Regions from separate parts of the Mus musculus genome. Here region 1 is linked to region 2. The links are chromatin contacts, called in public promoter capture Hi-C maps. All regions are on one chromosome and are shown on one strand. The core of a region is the stretch at or near the end of the contact, and the rest is flanking DNA. Distances in the headings are between cores, read along the strand shown.

Region 1 (3,700 bases), core at 91-2,590, 1.1 Mb before region 2:
CCTGCATTTGCCCTGGCCAGATTACCAAGGTACGTGGGACTATATGACAAACTGATGTCATTGCAGCTGTTGACCTCTCTGAACTTATTATTCAATAGGTTCTGATCTTGTGGAAACACGCAAATATGTTTGTTTATGCTACTGCCATACTGCACCCACAAGAGGATTTGTTATGCAAATAAAATTACCAGAGTGCGTATTTTCTCTTTCTTGAAATATATAGGGCACCCTTTACTAGTAATGAATCATAAATAATTCCAACATTGACTTGCAGGTATCTTTCAGTCCAATTCAAGCCCAAATTGAATAGTTCCAGTTGTGTCAACACATAAGTTATACTGACAGGCAGTGTTATTAGGATTGAAGTCATGATAGTTAAAATTGACCCATCTGCAATCCAGATAAACTCATACAACCATCTCTAAAGTCAGAAGCTAAAGGATACTTTAATAATAAAAAGTTTGGCAGTGTCAACCAGCCAGACCTCCTGGAGCTCCCGGGGACTAGACCACCAGCTGAAGAGTACACATGGAGCGACCCTTGGCTCCAGCTACATATGTGATAGAGGATGACCTTGTTGAACATCAGTGGGACAAAAGGCCCTTGGGCATGTCAGTGTAGGGGAATGCCAGGTCGGAAAGAAGGGAGTGGGTGGATGGGTGGGTGAGCACCCTCATAGAGGCAGGGGGAGAAAGAATGGAATAGGGGGTTTCTGAAGGGGAGACTTGGAAAGGGCAAAACATTTGAAATGTAAACTAAGAAAATGTCCAATAAAAAAGTAAAAGATAAAAAATGTTTTAAAAGTTGGGGAACTTAATAAAGACTCATTGTATTTTGTGGCATTAACAGTAAAAAGCCCTGTCTTTTTAGTTGAAAATTGTCAAGAGTCAGAGCTCTTTATACATTTCTTCAGCATCCCAGGGCCATAAATAAAATAGCTGTTCTTGTTTAAACTATAACTTAATGCTAATTGTTATGCTACAATACAATTAAATTGTGACTCACTTGGCATTGGGTGCCACATGTTAAAGGGGCAATTGTCAACACTGCCCTGCTTTAGACACCAGCTGCCAGTGATGTTTCCAGGTCACATGTTTCTGACCAACTGGGCACAAATTCAAAGGGTTGACACAACCTCCTCATGTTTGATAATTTTTTAAAGCGTGGCTCATGCCCTTTAGAATTAAGAACAATATTATACTCACAATTACACTTTTATTGTGAAGGACTCAAACCAGGAACAGCCAAATGCTTTCATGTGACATTGATAGTGTCACCCTCCCAGCAGCCATCTAGCTCTGACGAGGACGTGTCTCAGAGTTCTCATGTCTAAAGCTTGTTACTAGGGTTCTTTCATTGACCATGGGACTGGATTTGGTCTCCTTTCACCCACATGAGAGGGATCAAGCCAGGTCAAATTTCTAATTATTAAACACATGGTTAATCTTTCTGGTGAGTGATTGGCTCTCATCCTGAGTCACCTCAGGTCTTCCCATAAACTCAAGTGTGATTTAAGAGGCTCATCAATAATTGCAAACAATAAAACATTCCCATTTACTCAGGGAATTCTAAGATTTAGATTGATTACCTTTTGGGAACCAGAGATAAAGGCCAGTGACACTCTCTATTATACAACAGACCATCCATTCTTTTTATATGGGGCAGCCAGTATAGAGAAGGCACTGGAGAATTTGAGCTAAATTTCTCAATAACTTGACCATCAATATCGGTCTTATAGTATCTCCCCTCGCCTTATCATTTATACTGATATCCTGATATCCTGATATAGGGTGTATAACGTGAAAAACAAAAGTCAAACAGTACTGGCTCGTTATTAGAGTTCCATTCAGACATTAGTAACCAATCCAGCATCACATGAACAAAATGTATCCCAGAGCAAGGCATCTAAAGTTCTCAAGCTTCCATTCAGGCAGATCAGGTTTCAAAAGCAGGAATGAGCTAAGCATTTTGTGGCTTCTCCCCTTAGGCATCTGATGGAAGTGAGCTACGACACAATATTGTGGCTTGCTCTGAGCTTCTTTCAAAGTATTAATGTAATATTGAATTTTCCTCATTGTATAGCCCTTTATTTATTCTGTTACTCTTTAGCTACAACTCTTCCTTCTTGGAGATGTTAGATTGATCCAGTAAGTTGATCTACAGTGCAGGCAGCAATATTACTTTAATAACCACCTCCCATTAGTTGACCCTATTCATTAGAGTTTGTTTATTCTTTCTAGCATGGGGCAGGCAATATAGTTGTATTTATGGCCACTGGTAGCAAATTCAAACTCAATTTCATCTTTGGTACCACTAAGATTTTATTACTTATTGATTGCTACATAATCTGAAGATAAATGACAGTATGTATATTATTTTATAATTATAGATCTGTGTGCTTCTTTTGTTAGCATCCCATTTAGATTCAAGATAGTCGATTCTTATTTGCCTTCTGAGAAAAATCAATAATACCCCTCACTGGTTAGGCTCTAGGGCCTTATCGAGACTCTCTCTTACAGCTCATGAGTATCAGCCAGGACTTGTGGCTCTGTTCTCATGAAGTGCACAGATGACTGTCCCTTTGTCATTTTCTAAAGGTGAATTCTAGAAGGCAAACACCCTATCCATTTATTGCTTCATGTGAGAAAGGCACATGGTTTCCAAACAAAAGGTGTAGTTGCTTGGTGTGCTTTGAGGTTGGACCTGAGTTGTTCAAAGGTGATTTGTGTCTTGTTTTTGAGAGAGTATAAACTGGTTTAAAACTTCCCCAAACTAGTAGTAAGAAGTAATTAGAAGATTCCTGGGTTTTACTTCTACCACATGTCATGTGTTTCTAATTTTTCTGGAGTGGTCCGCCACCATGTGATCTAACAAAGTTATGGGAAGACAAACTACTCTCCTATTATCCTAAGCATCAACTAGCCCTGGATTGCCTCCTCATCGTAAGAGTATTTATTTTTTGTTTTTATGTTTTTTATGTGAGAGATCTAGACGGGTCCTTAGTGCTTAATTCACTTCCTTGAGCTTTATCAAGCAGCAATTGTTTATTATGGTCTCTTGACTCGGTGATCAAACCTGCTGGTCTTGTCTGAGGGTAGCAGATCACTATGTTGGTTTAGCTGGTTCAGCTGTTGCTTGGTGTGGTGGTACATGCTTGTAGCCCTGGGTCAGGGATGAATCTCTGAGGCTCACTGCTTAGCTATCTATTTTAGCCTAATGGGTGAGCCCCAACTAAGTGATAGACCCTGCTTGAAAAACGAAGGCAGACAGTTCCCAAAGAACCACACCCGAGGTTAACCTAAATGCTCCATTAAGGTTGAACACTCAACAGTCACTTTTCTTGGCAATTTGACCAATTCTGAGCCTGTAACATTGACTGCTGCCTGTCTGACCAAGGTTGAGAGCAGCTCTAGTCTATCTATGCTTACGCCTTCATGAATATCCCTATTTTTAACTCTACTTCTTCAGTTTAGATCTTACGGTGAAGCCTTTGATCCATTTGGAGTTGACTTATGTTTAAGGTGCATCTCATCTCAATCTTCTACATGAAGATATTCCATCTGCTCAGCACTGTTTGTTGAGGATGCTGTCGTTTCTCCAATGTATGCTTTTGGAATCTTGGTCAAATGTCAGGCAGTTGTATTTTCCTGGATTTGAATCTGAGTCTTCTATTCTGTTCTATTGGTCTATGTGTCTGTGT
Region 2 (3,721 bases), core at 651-3,150:
ACTGTGTGCAGAGTACACAGGAGAGGTCCTGCAGAGAGGGACACTGTGTGCAGAGTACACAGGAGAGATCCTGCAGTGAGGGACACTGTGTGCAGAGTACACAGGACAGGTCCTGCAGAGAGGGTCACCGTGTGTGCAGAATACACAGGAGAGATCCTGCAGAGAGGGACACTGTGTGCAGAGTACACAGGAGAGGTCCTGCAGTAAGGGACACTGTGTGTGCAGAGTACACAGGACAGGTCCTGTGTTAGACACATATTTCAGTGGCTGTAGTAAATCCAAGCAGGAAATGGTAAAGACTTGAGCTAAATCTCCGCTCCTGTTTGTTTAGAGAGTTCCTCAGGATAAGCTAGGCTGGCTTCCCGTTCCTTTATTTCTGATTTGGAGCTGGCTCTCGTGTCTGGATTGGTGAATTGTTCTTTTCTGATTTGTATCTTCCAAAGCATTACTTTATTTATTTTTTTTCTTTTCTTGCTTCCTCTCTTCTTTACACTTTGGGAAATGTTTACTTTTCTTTCATTACATTATATTTACTATGGCCCATGCTTGCAGAGGTCTGAAGACAACTGTATTCTCCTTTTACCACGTGGTTCCAGAAGGTTCCAGTTAGGTTGTCAGGCCTGGTAGCAAGTGCCTTTAGCCATCTTGTTGGCTTACATCTTACATCTCTTTACTGTAGGTTCAGTGGGGGTTGAGTGGGGACAAAGTCATTCCTATGTATTTAATGTTACTTTACCTGCAACTTATGTTTTTGTTTCACGATAAACATCCCTTTTCGTTTTACTGTAATAAAATTGCCTTCAGATTGGCTACCTGCAATGGTGTGATTGCATCTAACACAGTATTTCTAGACTCTAGTCTCTAAAAAAAATTAAATATACATAAAGTCCTACCTCCATGATTTAGCCTAAGTAAGTAAATTAGCTTTATGGATACTCACTGCAGTGCTTGATGTGGTAGTAAAAAACATTCCAACAACCAAGCATAGCTTAAATAAACATACTTTTACAATTCAATATCTACTAATGAGAAAATTTACATAGAAACAAGCTTAAATAGCAGTACTCCAGAAAACACAAGGCTATTTGGTCAAGGTCACTGGACGAAGCTAACTCTTCTTTTTGAAGCACACATTTCCTGGTGACTTGAGAGCATGGCATGAAACCTTTCCTTAAGCGTCCTAATGTCCACTCTCCCCTTCTTCCTCAGTAACAGGATCGGATTTGTGATGGGAGGTGTTTCTCCTGTTTATGCTGTAACTAGGGATCACATTAGGGCTTAAGTAAAAGAAATATAAAAGTGGTTTTAGGAGAAACTTCCGGGAGGCTTCTTTGAGGCACTGATGACAAGAGTGAGGAAAGGAAGCAGACATTAAGCTACTTCCTGTACTAAGATCTCCTAATAAACAAACAAAAATTAGTTACTAAAACCTTCAAAGATCTGGCTAATTCTAATTGGAGAAGAAAAAAGAGGGCCGAGGGAGTACGTATGCCGATTTTCCTTTGAATAAACTTACTTTGCAAAGGTTGATAAGGTTACAAAAAATCGCTCGCGGTAGTGACCTCTTTTCGGGTTTTCCGCGACAATCCGCAAATCGAGACCATTCCTTTCGTAGACCATTCCGTCGCGCCGATGCCGGCCCTTGTCCCATTCCCAAATTTGTCTAGGGTTTGCAGGGTTTCCAGGATACCTCGTGTATCTGAGGATCTGCATTAACTTAAATTTTGGCCCCAGATGTCAGTTAGGAATTTGAGAACAGAGCCCGGCTGGCGGAATTCTCTCAGGCCACCAATCCTGGGCGCAGGGCAGGGCGGAGCTGGTCCCTCCCTGTTACGTAGCCAGTAGTCGGGACCAGACGAGGGAGGGGCGTGGCATACCTGCTATCAACCTTGTGATTGGCATTCCGTCTCCAGTGGCCGCGGCTGTCAGCTGCCCAGAAGCCTGGGCGAGTGAGGACCTACAAAGTTTGTCCGCTCCGGGGCGCCATACCGGCTCGGGTCCGGGCCAGCCGGGCTGGGCTGGGCTGAGCCCAGGAGACCCCGATGGCCGCAGTGTTCCTGGTAACGCTCTATGAATACTCGCCGCTCTTCTACATAGCGGTGGTCTTCACCTGCTTCATCGTCACCACCGGCCTGGTATTAGGATGGTGAGTGTCCAGGGCTGGGAGTGGAGGGCGCGGGGACCGCCGGCCCGGTGTGGGGTCCGCGCAGAGGGTTCGGGTGACTCCGGGAGAGCGGTCACCGCCACCGAACACACTCGGCCCAGGCCAGGCTGCTGCCCCCGTGGGATGGGACCGCAGGGGAGAACTTGGTCCTGGTGCGGGGGTCAGAGTGCGTGTCCCGAAGGCTTTGTCCCGGGCCCCGGCCTACTTTGTGCCTAGCGGGGACCGGTCACCGGCCCCGCAGGCGCGCAGACCTGACCCAAAGGAGCTTGGCTGTTTATGACCCGAACTGACCCTTGCTTGGTCCCAGATCTTTCAGAGGAACTTTTACCCGAATTCTGTATCTACCGATTGCTAATTGAATGGCTTCTTGATGCAGTCTATTTTTTTGGAAGTGATCTTTAGTTAATAAGACGTTTTTAGAAAGGAGCGAGATTTTAGGAATAAGTTATTCTGTGGGGTGGAGGCATTTTGCTTCTAGGAGAGTTACATAACCCAGGAACAATTCTTTCAGTGTTGAGTCTCCGGTATCCCTCTTGAGGAGATGCAGTTTTATCATGTTTAGGCTTATAAAACACAGCTGGTTGAAACCACGGGACTAGCCTACAGCGGTTGCTCTCTAGACTGCAGCTTTCATAGCCCCTTGAAAAGATGGTGAACCCAAATGTATTGAACAGTGGCTCTAAATGAGCAAGAACCATGGCTGGAAGTGGACCGTACAGAAAAGGACATGAGCTGTTACAGTTGGGGAACGAGTTCTCTGAAAACTATGTGAGAACGGGAATGCATTTGCAAGAAGAACAAAGCAAACAGGTTTGAGACTGAAGCGGGCTTTGTAAATCAAGCTCAAAAATACCACTTGATTACATATTCATCGTTACTTTAAAGACTTTAACAGGTCCCGGTCCGTTTCTGATAATAGGATCTCCTTTTGGAAAAAAAGAACATGTTAATATTTCCACTTGACCCCGAGTTACAGCGTAAAACTCCCATGTTGTGGACAAGATAAGATGAAGTCCAGTCTTAAGTTGTTTTCTCTTTAAGACAGGTGGTTTCCCTGTAGCATAGTATGATTGCAGTCCTGTTTCAGCATCCCAAGTGCTGGGAATATAGGGGTGTGCCACCATACGTGGATCACTCCGTGTTATTTACTATTAACCTTTCAGGTTTTAATTGCTGTCATTTACGTCAAGGAAGTTTGTAATTAGAATTAGTGTTTACCACTTTAAAAAAAAAGTAGTCTTAATACACAGTTTTTAAAGAACTACAACACTGGTATTACTCTCTTCAACCTAACTTTCCTCTCTAAGGAAATTATCTAGTTGATAATTGCACTATATGCCTTGTTAAATAGGCCACTGGGGGAAGTGGATAAAATTCATATTGCACGTAATGTGGCATCTAAGGGTAAAAGGAAGACGGGTGTGTGTGTGTGGGGGGGGGGGAAGACAGAGAGAGACAGAGACAAGGAGAGACAGGGAGACAGACTTTGGAGTCAGACAAACACAGGTTCACGCCACGTTTAAGGCTTGATTTGAATCTATAATGATTGTTTACTAC

What was found. Promoter capture Hi-C pulls out the DNA fragments that hold promoters and counts their contacts.
Region 1: a contact with region 2 is called in a promoter capture Hi-C map of liver, with 3 times the contacts expected there. The contact joins the enhancer-like site here to the promoter of Cgrrf1 in region 2. A contact is called at or near these places in 6 of 39 promoter capture datasets (the 3T3-L1 cell line, 3T3-L1-derived adipocytes, hippocampal neurons and 1 more), 1 of 115 datasets of contacts at active chromatin or transcription factors (embryonic stem cells) and 1 of 9 other capture datasets (embryonic stem cells).

Annotation. Positions count from the first base shown.
Region 1 is chr14:45,706,276-45,709,975 of GRCm38.p6, forward strand. No RefSeq gene overlaps it. Among named protein-coding and RNA genes, the nearest start is that of A530076I17Rik, 40 kb to the left of the region's middle. Within about 2 kb of position 1,341, at least 13 of the 459 cell types and tissues checked have an H3K27ac peak or open chromatin away from gene starts, as enhancers often do. A contact at or near this core is called in liver, where this site is marked.
Region 2 is chr14:46,830,234-46,833,954 of GRCm38.p6, forward strand. It overlaps Cgrrf1 (cell growth regulator with ring finger domain 1), which reads left to right and starts at 1,901. Exons shown (of 6, transcript NM_026832.4): 1 at 1,901-2,146. The coding sequence starts at 2,043.